Linked DNA regions of Sus scrofa: regions 1, 2 and 4 are each linked to region 3. Evidence: chromatin contacts called from public HiChIP or PLAC-seq data. All regions are on one chromosome and are shown on one strand. Each heading gives the region's core, a stretch centred on a gene start, on an enhancer-like site or on the middle of the called end of the contact. The rest is flanking DNA. Distances are from core to core; before and after follow the strand shown.

Region 1 (2,710 bases), core at 89-2,588, 310 kb after region 3:
AACATTTGCTGATAAAAAACCCATCGCTCACTAGGACAGTAAGGACTCTAATGTTGACCTCAAAAAGCATGAAGTGTGGGAACGCTGAGAAGTACATTGTAATTAAATACGAACATTTCCAACTCGCTTTTTTTTTTTTTTTTTTTTTTTAATGAGGTTAGCACAGAGTTCCTTCTTGTGGCTCAGCGGAAACGAATCCGACTGGTATCTAAGAGGATGCTGGTTCACTCCCTGGCCTCACTCAGTGGGTTGAGGATCCGGTGTTGCTGTGAGCTGTGGTGTGGGTCACAGACATGGCTCTGATCTGGTGTGGCCATGGCCATGGTGTAGGCTGGCAGCTGCAGCTCGGATTCGACCCCTTGCCTGAGAACCCCCATATGCTGCAAGTGTGGCCCTCAAAAGACAAAAGTAATTTAGTGCAAACCAATAATACTAAAACTCTTGGATAATCTTCCTGCTCTTCTGAGGTAACTGTTTGCTGTTCAGTATTATCTATTCCTACAAACATAAATTATAGGAGTTTATTCAAACTTAGATATAAATATTAATGTGCAAATCACTTTGTTATGAAACTATTTCACCCCTCTAGGCCAGTCCCTGTAGCCCTGACATTCTAATAGTTGGATTTATGTTCTGAAGCATGGCTGTCCTGTGGTATATTCAACCTCCTCCTTATTGGTGGGGATTGGTGGTGTGCAGGGAGGGTTCGTGTTTCTACGAACTGATTGATTGATTGATTGATTGATTTTTGGTGCGGCATATGGACGTTCCCAGGCTAGGGGTCCAATCGGAGCTGCAGCTGCCAGCCTACACCACAGCCACAGCAACGCTGGATCCGAGCCGTGTCTGCGACCTACACCACAGCACAAAGCAATCCTGGGTCCTTAACCCACTAAGCGAGGCTAAGGATCGAACCCGCATCCTCATGGATCCTAGCTGGGTTGGTTAACGGCTGAGCCACAAAGGGAACTCCTACAAACTTATTTGGAGTGGCTTCAGGGGAAGTGGCTTAAGAAGCTCCAACCTGCTGCAACTGGTCGGCTTGTCTAGGTGTTGGGAAGCCTGGACTAGCGGTGGAGGGAGAAGAGGGGAAGACTAGTTACGATCTGGCAAGTAACTGGAGATGCTGAAGTTAGCCGACTTTGGGCAAGGCGCCGGGCGAGTGCGGAGGAAGCGGTGGAGGGCGGACGGGGCTCCACGCAGCCTCCCACCTCCTGCCGCCGGGGGGCGCACTCCGAGCGGCACAGCCACTTCCGCCGGCGCCCCGCCCACCAGGCTCGCCCGGCGCTTCGATTGGCTTGCGCAGCGGGAGCGCGCCGAGTCAGGGGGCGGGCCCGCGCCGGCTACAAAGCGGCGAAGGTCACGGCGCGGGGAGGCGCGCGCCGCCGCTCCGCGTCCCGCCTGCGTCCCTCGGCTCTGCCGCCACCGCCTCCCGACGCTGCCCGCCGCCGCCCACCGCCTGCGCGAGGAGCCATGGAGGGAGTGAGCGCGCTGCTGGCCCGCTGCCCCACGGCCGGCCTGGCCGGCGGCCTGGGGGTCACGGCGTGCGCCGCCGCCGGCGTGCTGCTCTACCGGATCGCGCGGAGGTGAGTGCGCGCGGCCCACGCGGCCTCGGCCCGCGCCCGCGGCCCTCCCGCCCCGGCGCTCCGGAGCCTCCCTCTCCGTGCGCGCCGGGGCCGCGGTGTGGCGTGGGGCCCGTGTGTGCCGCGCTGAGCCCCGTCGTGCACGCCCCCGCCTCAGAAAAGAAGAGCGGGCTGCGAATCCTCGGTCGGGAAGCGGCTGAGGATCGGGTTGAGGGTCCCCAGGAATGTGGGGCGGGCGGCAACAGCCAGCGCGTGGGCTATGAACTTCCTTCCCCCGCGGAGACCTGTGATGGCCGAGCCGCAGGGTCTTCAGGGCCCCCAGACCCTGAGGGAGAGCCGAGCGGGGCTCGGGCCGCTCTCTTTTCCGACTCAGCCCCCATCCCTGGTCCTCAGGAGCACGTTGGAGTAGCGTGATCCCAGCCAGCAGTTTCTGGTCTGTATACGCTGTCTCAGGCGTCCTTCTAATCTCACATTAGCTCATTTCAGAGGCACAACCCCTGCCTTCCCTAGAGAAGCGGAGGGACAAAAGAGCTACATAAATTGTTATTAATCAGAGGAGTAAGGGTGTGAGCTGAAGCATCCTTGCCATGGAGCCTGCATCCCTAACCCCTTGGCCCTACTGCCTCCAAGAGCAGAAAACCTGACATACTTCAGAGGTGTTTAAAACTGGGCCGGGTTGCTGCTGGGGTTCAGTGGGTGTCCCCTGCCCTGGCCCAGGCTTAAAGATACGCTGATCGCCCCCTCCCCCCATACGAAGAGCTGGCTTCTTGCTCCAGCAAGGCCTCAGGGGCAGCCCCACTGTGTCCTCATTTGATCCACCTTCCCAGGGAACAAGGAAAAAGAGGGGGTTGTGAGAACATTCTGGGGACAGAATGAGTGGGTTTGTAGAATCAGCAAGGGAGGTGGGAAGCTCAGCTCTTTCGGTGGGAGAGAGGAAGGAACTTGCCCACGGCCACCCAGCAGCGAGTCAGGGAGCTGGGAGCTGGCATTGGAACCCAGAGGGTTGGTCTGTTCTTCCTTAGGCAGCACCGTACGCTGCTTCTCACCCAGGGGAAGAGAAGTGAGGGCGACTGAGTCACAGGCTTCCTGGAGGAGGAAGGGGTGGGAGGGATGTCAGCTATCTGCAG
Region 2 (2,700 bases), core at 194-2,693, 270 kb after region 3:
AAAGAAACATGGAGAGGGAGATGGCTTTGGGGGAATTCAAAGAGACAGAAGTGCCAGGTGGGCTGGGGGCGGGGGGAAGTGGGGGGGAGAGAGAGAGCGCTAGGGAGAGAGAGAGAGGGAGAGAGAGGGAGGGAGGGAGAGAAGTCCAAAGTAAGGAGAAAGTTTCTGGTATTGGGAGCTATGCAGACGGTTGAGTCACCATTCTCCAGAACAGGAAATGCAAGAAACAGACAGATTTGGGGGAGGGGAAGAATGAAGTGATGAATTCTGTTCAGGAATTAGTTTCTTGATCATTATTAGTGGCAGGTACCTTGTCAGAAAACACCATGAACAAAAAGACACAAGGTCCCTGCACTCCGAGGCTTACACTCCAGGGGCAGGACAATTTACACAAATAAAACAACAAAGTAACTGCAGAAGCCTAAGTGAGGAATTTTTTTTTTCGGGGGTCTTTTTAGAGCGGAACCCACAGCATATGGAAATGGAGCCAGGGATGGAACCCGGGTCCTCAAGGGATGCTAGTCCCTTTCGTTACCACTGAGCCACAAGGGGAACATCTCTGTGAGGAAATTAAATAGAATCATGTGTTGCGGGGGAGGGGGAGGGGCGGGCAGGGAAAGCCTGCGTTGGGAGACTTGGAGTTAATGGGTCGCCAGACTGGGTTTGACATTAAAGTAAATAAGCAGCTCTCATATAGAAGCTTGAAGCTCAGAGGTCTGGGCTGGAGATGAACAGAAAAGAGGCCAAAAAGGTATCGCAGCACAGGATGGTATTTCTAGAAAAATCAAAAATACACAAAAACAGAGATCCCATCGTGACTCAGCGGTTAACGAATCTGACTAGCATCCATGACAGAGGTTCAATCCCTTGCCTTGCTCAGTGGGCTAAGGATCTGGTCTTGCGGTGAGCTGTGGTGTAGGTTGCAGACATGGCTCCGATTCCGAGGGGCAGTGGTGTAGGCCGGCAGCTACAGCTCCAATTTGACCTCTCGTCTGGGAACCACTATATGCCCTGGGTGCGGCCCTTAAAAAACAAAAAACAAAAACCTCCAAACACCCAAAGGATACCACCGCTGGTATACTGAGGGTTCAGGCTGTCTGGACCTTGTTTTTCCCCCTAAACTGCGAGATTAGTACACAGATATGAGAGGTCATACATAATCTATATACGTTTTTACACATCCTATGTATCACAAAGTAAACTTGACTGAAAAAAGGAAAAAAGGCCAGGTGGAGGGTCCCGCTAAACTCGACCCAGTGCAGTTTCTGCGCGTTCCAGATCAGGGACAAGGCAGCTTCGGCCGGTTCTCACTCCACGCGCATTGGTCCAGCCCCGCCCCTTCCCGCTGCCCAGTCACCCCGCCCACTTCCGCCTTCCGGCCAATGGGCGCTCGGGATCGGGGCCCACACCCCCACCGCGCACCGCCCCGGGCTCGCGCCGCCGAGTGACGTCACGACCTGGACTCCGCACACGACGCCCGCGCGCCAGGCTCCCGCTTGCTGCCGGGCTCGCGCCGCAGAGGCCGGTGAGGCGCCTGCGGCCACGCGGTGGAGGGTGCAGGCCGACGGTGCCGGTCGTCGGGGCGCGCGCGCCACGCATGGAGGCGGCGCGGGCGGCTGCCTAAGGGCAGTGGGGCCAGTGGAGCGGCTACCTTGCGTATCCGTCGAGCGGCCTCGAGCCCACGGCAGCCGGCGGCGGCGGGCCGCGGAGCCGGCGCGGCCATGGCGACGGGCACTCAACAGAAGGAGAACACGTTGCTTCACCTCTTCGCCGGCGGGTGAGTGTCCCGGTCTGACCCCGCGCCCCCGCCTCTCGTCCTCGGCCCCGCCCTCCCGGTGCCCTCTGTGCTCCGGGTAGGGTTACCTGCCCTCCCCCGGCTGAAACGCTGGCTCTCGAGGAGGAAGTGCCGGCGTCGGGGCAGTGGGGAGGCCCGGTTGCGGGGGGGAAGCTCGGGGCCTGTCCCATCTCCCAGCTGCATCTCGGGAGAGTGATTGTACCCTGCGTCCGTTCCCCTCCCGTGCCCATCCTCCAACCCGAGATGTCTCTAGCTTTTTCTCCTTTTAAACAATTAGTGGCTGCTCTTACGAGTGTTACTCGGGATGGTCCTTCCTGGGCACAGTATACTAATTGCCCTCCTGCCTGTATTCTCCTCCAGGGCCTTTCTCCGAAGGCCCTGGGCAACCTTGTGGATGCTCGGTTTGGCCCGGTAGTTCCTCAGGGTAGCACAGGGGCGAGTTCAGACCGTCGGGAGGGCTGCAGGTGTTGGGTATCTGCAGGGGCCTGGAAAGTGCTGGTGAACCGTGATCCTGGGGTCAGCAGTCTGTGGGAGGACTGATGGGGGAATCTACGGGCAAAGTGAGATCAGGAAGGTGTGTTGAAATGCTTCTCAACTGCTGTGAAATGTCCATCGTCAGAAACAGCGTAATTCTAAGATGCACCCTGTTTTTAAAGCGTTCATTAGTTTGATCTTTATGGCACTTGATGTTTTTCAGTGGAGGAAGCATATTTTTAGGGAGGTTGGATGGTAGGGGGTTAGGAAGGGAGCTGGTGTTTTTGTTTTTTTCGGAAAATAAAAATGAAAATGTTTTGTATTGGTAAATTTTTTTCTTTTAATGGCTTTGGGTTGCTTTGGGTCCTTTTGAAGTCGCCTAAATGTTTGGAGTCTTATTTGAGCGCCTCACAGGCCTGGCACAGCCATTT
Region 3 (2,700 bases), core at 1-2,500:
AGTGGCCCTGCCTTATTTATTATTATTATTAATATTATTTTGGTGATGCCTGTGGCATGCAGGGATCAAACCCGTGCCACAGCAGTGACAACACCAGATCCTTAACCTGCTAGGCCACCAGGGAACTCTGGCCCTGCCTTATTTAACCTGTGGTCACCCAGCTGCTGCTGAGAAGTGGGAAGGAGCGGCTGCCTCTCTGATGGCCAGGGCTCCAGGGAGTCACGGACAGCACTGCAGGGCTGGGAGAAAACAGTTGCAAAGGTGAGGTACAGCGTGATCATGGTGAGGACCAGGGGAGAGGACCAGCGTACCATCTCCCGAGGGCCAAGAGAGGCAGCTGACCCTGTCACCTCCTGTATAACCTCACCATCACACTACAGAGGCCTTATTCCCATCACCGTCTTGTGGATAAAGCCACAGAGGTGCCAGCTACCATTTCCTGAGCACTCATGGCTGGTTAGTGTCTTCAGGGTCACAGGAATGTAGGCAGAGATTTGAAGCTGTCTGGTGGAGACATGACCATAGACGGCTCTCCCGCGCCCAAATCACTACGTCTGGATATTGATAATAGGATGATGGAGTTCTCCATGCGGCTCAGTGGTAACCAACCCGACTGGTATCCATGAGGATGTGGGTTCCATCCCTGGCCTCGCTCAGTGGGTTAAGGATCCCGCTGTTGCCCTGAGCTCTGGTGTAGGTCGCTGATGCGGCTCGAATCTCGCCCTGCTGTGGCTGTGGGGGTAGGCCGGCAGATAGGCCGGAAACTGCAGCTCCGATTAGACCCCAGCCTGGGAACTTCCATGTACCAGGGGTGCGGCCCTAAAAAGCAAAAAAAAAAAAAAAAAAAAAAAATAGAGAGAGAGAAAAGAAAATAGGATGAACCAAGCCGCTCATTCTACAGATGGAGAAAAGCGAGGCCCAGGGAGGTCAGGCCCCAGGTCCCAGGTCCCACAGCTCGTGCCAGATACGGGAGGGAGCCAGTAACCAGACTCCACGAGACACCATTTCCCTCGGCCCTCTTGTGTCCCCGAAGGCAGCCTCTACCATGCGCAGCAGAAACCAGGGCCGGAAGGAGGGGCCCGCTCACTTCGCTCTTAAATCCAGAAGATCCACACGAACCAAGGAATCATTTGGGAGGTCTCCGCCCCTCCCTCCTCCGCGACCCAGAGCTAGGGGGTGTGGCCTCGCCGCGCCTCCGCCCCCGCGGCCCGCCCCGGCCCCGCCCACTGCGCGCACCCCTGGCCTGATTCCCCCTGTGCGCGCGCGCGCGTTCCAGGCCCGGGATCTCCCTGCGCGCGCACCAAGGCCGCTGCGATCTGAGACCCAGGCCCTGCGGGTCCGCCGCGCCCCCGGACAAGGAAGCGTCTCTGGCTGGGCGGGGAAGGGGCGCCCTCCCCGCTCGCCGCCCCCGGCCGCGCTGGCGAAACCTGAGCGCGCGTCAGGCGCGGAGCCGCGTGACGCGCACCTGTCCGGGCGGGCCCGGCGGGCGGAAGAGCATGCGCGGGTCCCTGGCCTGGCCTGAGCTCGGCCCGCAGCCCCGCGCCGCCCCTGACGTTTCCCGGAGAAGCAGGCGGCTCTGACGGCCGAGATGAAGTAAGCTGCCTCCCCCGCTTTCTCTCCCGCTCCTCCGGCCGCAAGGAGGTCTTTACAGCAGGCCCGGGAGGCTGGCCACGCGTGGCGGTGAAATCCTCGGGCATATGGTTGGGAAGAGTCACCCGAGCCACCACCCACCCGCCCGAATTCCCTTCCCCGCCTTCCTTCCGCAGAATAAATTCATTGTTCTCCTCCTCCTCCGCAGATCCCTTAGCGCGGTGGCGGCTCTATTGGGTGGCAGGTCTACAGGAGGCAGCCAGGCCCCATCAAGGCTGGTCCAGGGGCCCAGTGAGGTCCCTTTTCCTAGGCTTTCTGGAATTCGGTTCTGGTTTTTGGTTTTCCAGAAGTAAATCCTTCTGGGTCTCTGAAAATCGGCTCACCCAAAGCTTGAATGTTTAGCAGGAAGTGAGAACTTCTGGAAAAATCATAAGCCGAAATTCCTTGCCCACTCATCCCTGTGCCCCTCATCAAAGCCTGTGGCTCATGTTTGGCCTTTGGCCAACGAGGGAAACCTGGGTAGACCAGGAGTATTTTAAATCATGTTTTACATTTTTCTACGGTGGCGGATGGCTGATCGAATTTCTGAGCTCATGAAACTAATCTTTTGGCAAGTTTTAGGAGCACCTGAGACAAAAATGCTCCGTGTTTGGCATAAACAGAGCTCATTTTTAGGCAATATTTTGTGTAAATGTTTCTTTGAGGTACATAACTGCTCAGCAAATGGCCACTCCAGGCAGACATTCAAGTTGTTTGTCCAAAGACTATAATTCACTAAGTGACTTGTGTTGTCAGATGGTTTTAGGTTATTTCAAAGGGAAACAGTCATTTCCCATCCTGGTGCAGTGGAAACGAATCTGACTAGGAACGGTGAGGTTGTGGGTTTGATCCCTGGCCTCGCTCTGTAGGTTAAGGATCTGGTGTTGCTGTGAGCTGTGGAGTAGGTTGAGAATGCAGCTTGGATCCCGAGTTGCTGTGGCTGTGGCGTAGGCCGGCAGCTGTAGCTCTGATTGGATCCCTAGCCTGGGAACCTCCATATGCTGCAGGTGTGGCCCTAAAAAGCAAAAAATAAATAAATAAATAAATAAAAGGGAACCGGTCAACTCTGTG
Region 4 (2,700 bases), core at 46-2,545, 260 kb before region 3:
TTTTTATGTTAGATAAGGGGCCGATTGTTGGTGGCCAGCCGGGGGAGCCGGGATCGGCTCGTGCCCGACTTGGGCGAGGTCGCTTGGAAGGCTTCCCAGTGACCACACGGCTCGGCTGCAGCTTCCCCATGAACAAGAGCCTTCTGAAGGCGGATCATGCCTGCTCATCCCGGAGCAGCGACGGGCTGGACACCCAGACGTCAGGCCACCAGCAGGAGGCAGGGGCTGCGCTTCCCGGGCAGGTCTCCTTTCCGGGCCCCTCCCAGCATTTTCGGAACGGCCTGGCTTTAATGAGCACGCGGGTTGGGCCTGGAGCACTCCCCAAACCATCCACTCTCACCGCCTGCTGTCCTGGGGACCGCGTGCTCCACCCCCGACTTCCCGGGACAGTTACGCGGCTCCGAAACACGTAATCACAGGCTGAGCTGCATCCTTCCCCTTCGGAGAATCCCGGCGCCGCGCCCTCATCTCGGGCGGCGAGTCTGGCCCCGGGGAGCCGCTCGCGCGCGCCGACAAACCCCTTCCCGGCCCCCGCCGAAACCCTGGGCACGCCGTCTGGGGGACAGGAGCGCCCGCGGGCCTGGGGGACCCACGAGCCGCTTCCCCGGGCGCTTGCTCGGCAGCCCTCCCTCGAGTCCTCACCCGGCCGCTGAAGGTCGCCGCCCGAGGAATAAGCAGAGGGAGCTGCAGACGCCGAGAGCGAGCGTTAAGCCAAAAGGTCCGGGCGCTCCGAGTCCCCCCAGCTAGTCTCTGCGCCGCGGGCCTGGACTTCCTGCCCTGCTCAGGAGACCCCGCCCACTTCCCGCCCCTCGGGCCCGCCCACTCCGTGCCGCCTCGCCATTGGCCCGGCGCGCCGTCACTCGGGCCCTCCCCTCCCAGGGAGAGGCGAGACTGCGGTGGCCGCCACCGCCCAGAAGAGGGGGCGACATCCTTCAGAGGTCGGGCGGGGCTGGGCTGGGGGCCTGACTTCCCGGCGCCCGGGATGGGGGGCGCGCGAGCCCCCGCCTCCTTTCGCTCCCGCCCCACGTGGGGACCCCAGGCTGAGCCTGGTCTGTGCCGCCTGGGCCCCGGGGCAGGGGCGGGGCGGCGCGGCCGGCATGAGGGCTCGGGGCTCGGTCACGTACTCCGAGTCCCGCACGCACGCAGCGTCGCTCCGGCGCCGCACGTCCGGCCCACGACCTTGGTGACGACCTTCGCAGCCCGCCCTTCCGGGCCGGCCCACCCCACTCCCCGCAGCGCTGTGCCCGCGACCCTGTCGGCCTGGAGACGTTGGCGGCCGCGTGGCCAGACTGCGCTCCCGCGCCGCAGAGCCGCTAGCCGGGCCACGTGCGCCCACTCGCGCCTGCGCGCCCGGCCGCCCGCCAAGGTGACCTGGTTCCTTTGTCCTTGTCGTTGGTCACACCTGAGTATCAGACCGAGAGCCAAAAGGAAATTGACTTTCCCTTAATTACACACTTCCCACGTGCGTGCCCTGGGTTAGTTCGCTGTGTGGATCTTAATGTTGCATGTGATGCTTTGAGATTGGAATTTCACATAAACCTGGAGATTTCTCAAAGTTCAAAACAGGTAACATTACACTGTAGTCTGACAAATGAAAACAGGCAAGAGTGGGCGCAGTTATTTTCTCTTCTTGAGAAAGAACTCACACCCATTTCAGATCAGTTCTGCACGCTTTCCCTGCTCAAGGGAGGGCTTCCTTTTCTAATGGAGTTACTTTTCGTATTTTCCCAGTTTGTGAGTTTGTAAGCTAAAACAATGTCATACATTGCCATATTTTCCACATCGTCTTGCATAGATTCATGTATGTATTTGAGTTTAATCGTTTCTTCTGGCCAGCTGTAAAAACTTGCTGTACTTCCTTAACTCTTAGAGTGTGGTAAAGGTGAAGTCCTATTGAGTCCACAATCATTTGTTTTCTATTGACTAGGAAGAAAGAACTGTAGGATTAAATTCAGCAAAAAAGCGACAAGGAAATTATAAAATGTTTCCTAAAAAATTATATGAACTCGGCAAGGAGAGTTTGTGATTTCACCGGCAATACACTGATGTTTCAGACTTCTTAAAACCGTGGTCCCAGCCCCATGACTCAGCAGCTAAATCAACAGCCACCATCTCCTAAACCTTAAAAACTCTGCAGAAATCAGACACTAATTTTTAGAGCAAGTCTAAGGTGTAGCCCACAAAGGGCTCCAAAGCAATCTCTTTCATTTTATGTTAAAAATGGTTAGAGAGATAAAGGTGGAAAGACAAGGCTCTCTGGCCACAACCAGTGATTCCTAGCAGGGAATTGAATGTAGAACATGATCTCAGACAGCTGCTGTTGCAGGATTCTTGGAGCCCGACTGCACAGTGTTGAGGGCACAGCGTTCTGAGCCAGCACTTCGACCTTAAATCGGAGCTGAAATGTGAATGATTAGTACAGATGCCCTCAGATCCCTTCCAAAACCACAGGTGGCCAAATGTCCTGGGGGTCTTCTCTGCACTTGAGGCTCTGTTAGCAAGTGGTGGGACTCACATTTGCCTTTCATCCAACAAAGGGGCAGTTATCTTGTTACAGGTATTTAGTTATGATTTATCACTGACAGTAGGCTTGTTGAGCAGTTTTAGTGCGGTGGCATACCAAAGGCACTTGTCATCCGAAGACTGCACCTTGAAGCACTGTAGTGCCCCTGTGAAATTTGCAGGGGGACACCAGGATTG

Evidence for each region. HiChIP or PLAC-seq counts read pairs in DNA pulled down with a chosen protein or histone mark.
Region 1: an H3K27ac HiChIP or PLAC-seq map of skeletal muscle shows a contact between it and region 3. The contact joins the promoter of TMEM201 here to the promoter of H6PD in region 3. A contact is called at or near these places in 1 of 5 promoter capture datasets (liver) and 2 of 2 datasets of contacts at active chromatin or transcription factors (alveolar macrophages and skeletal muscle).
Region 2: a contact with region 3 is called in an H3K27ac HiChIP or PLAC-seq map of alveolar macrophages. The contact joins the promoter of SLC25A33 here to the promoter of H6PD in region 3. A contact is called at or near these places in 1 of 5 promoter capture datasets (fetal liver), 1 of 47 Hi-C or Micro-C datasets (liver) and 1 of 2 datasets of contacts at active chromatin or transcription factors (alveolar macrophages).
Region 4: an H3K27ac HiChIP or PLAC-seq map of alveolar macrophages shows a contact between it and region 3. The contact joins the promoter of ENO1 here to the promoter of H6PD in region 3. A contact is called at or near these places in 3 of 47 Hi-C or Micro-C datasets (liver and skeletal muscle) and 2 of 2 datasets of contacts at active chromatin or transcription factors (alveolar macrophages and skeletal muscle).

The regions. Positions count from the first base shown.
Region 1 is chr6:69,972,040-69,974,749 of Sscrofa11.1, forward strand. TMEM201 (transmembrane protein 201) reads left to right here and starts at 1,339. Exons shown (of 10, transcript XM_013998955.2): 1 at 1,339-1,586. The coding sequence starts at 1,474.
Region 2 is chr6:69,933,367-69,936,066 of Sscrofa11.1, forward strand. It overlaps SLC25A33 (solute carrier family 25 member 33), which reads left to right and starts at 1,444. Exons shown (of 7, transcript XM_003127538.6): 1 at 1,444-1,777. The coding sequence starts at 1,722.
Region 3 is chr6:69,665,098-69,667,797 of Sscrofa11.1, forward strand. H6PD (GDH/6PGL endoplasmic bifunctional protein) reads left to right here and starts at 1,251. Exons shown (of 5, transcript XM_021095286.1): 1 at 1,251-1,593. The coding sequence starts at 1,589.
Region 4 is chr6:69,400,369-69,403,068 of Sscrofa11.1, forward strand. It overlaps ENO1 (alpha-enolase), which reads right to left and starts at 1,296. Exons shown (of 12, transcript XM_021095279.1): 1 at 1,125-1,296.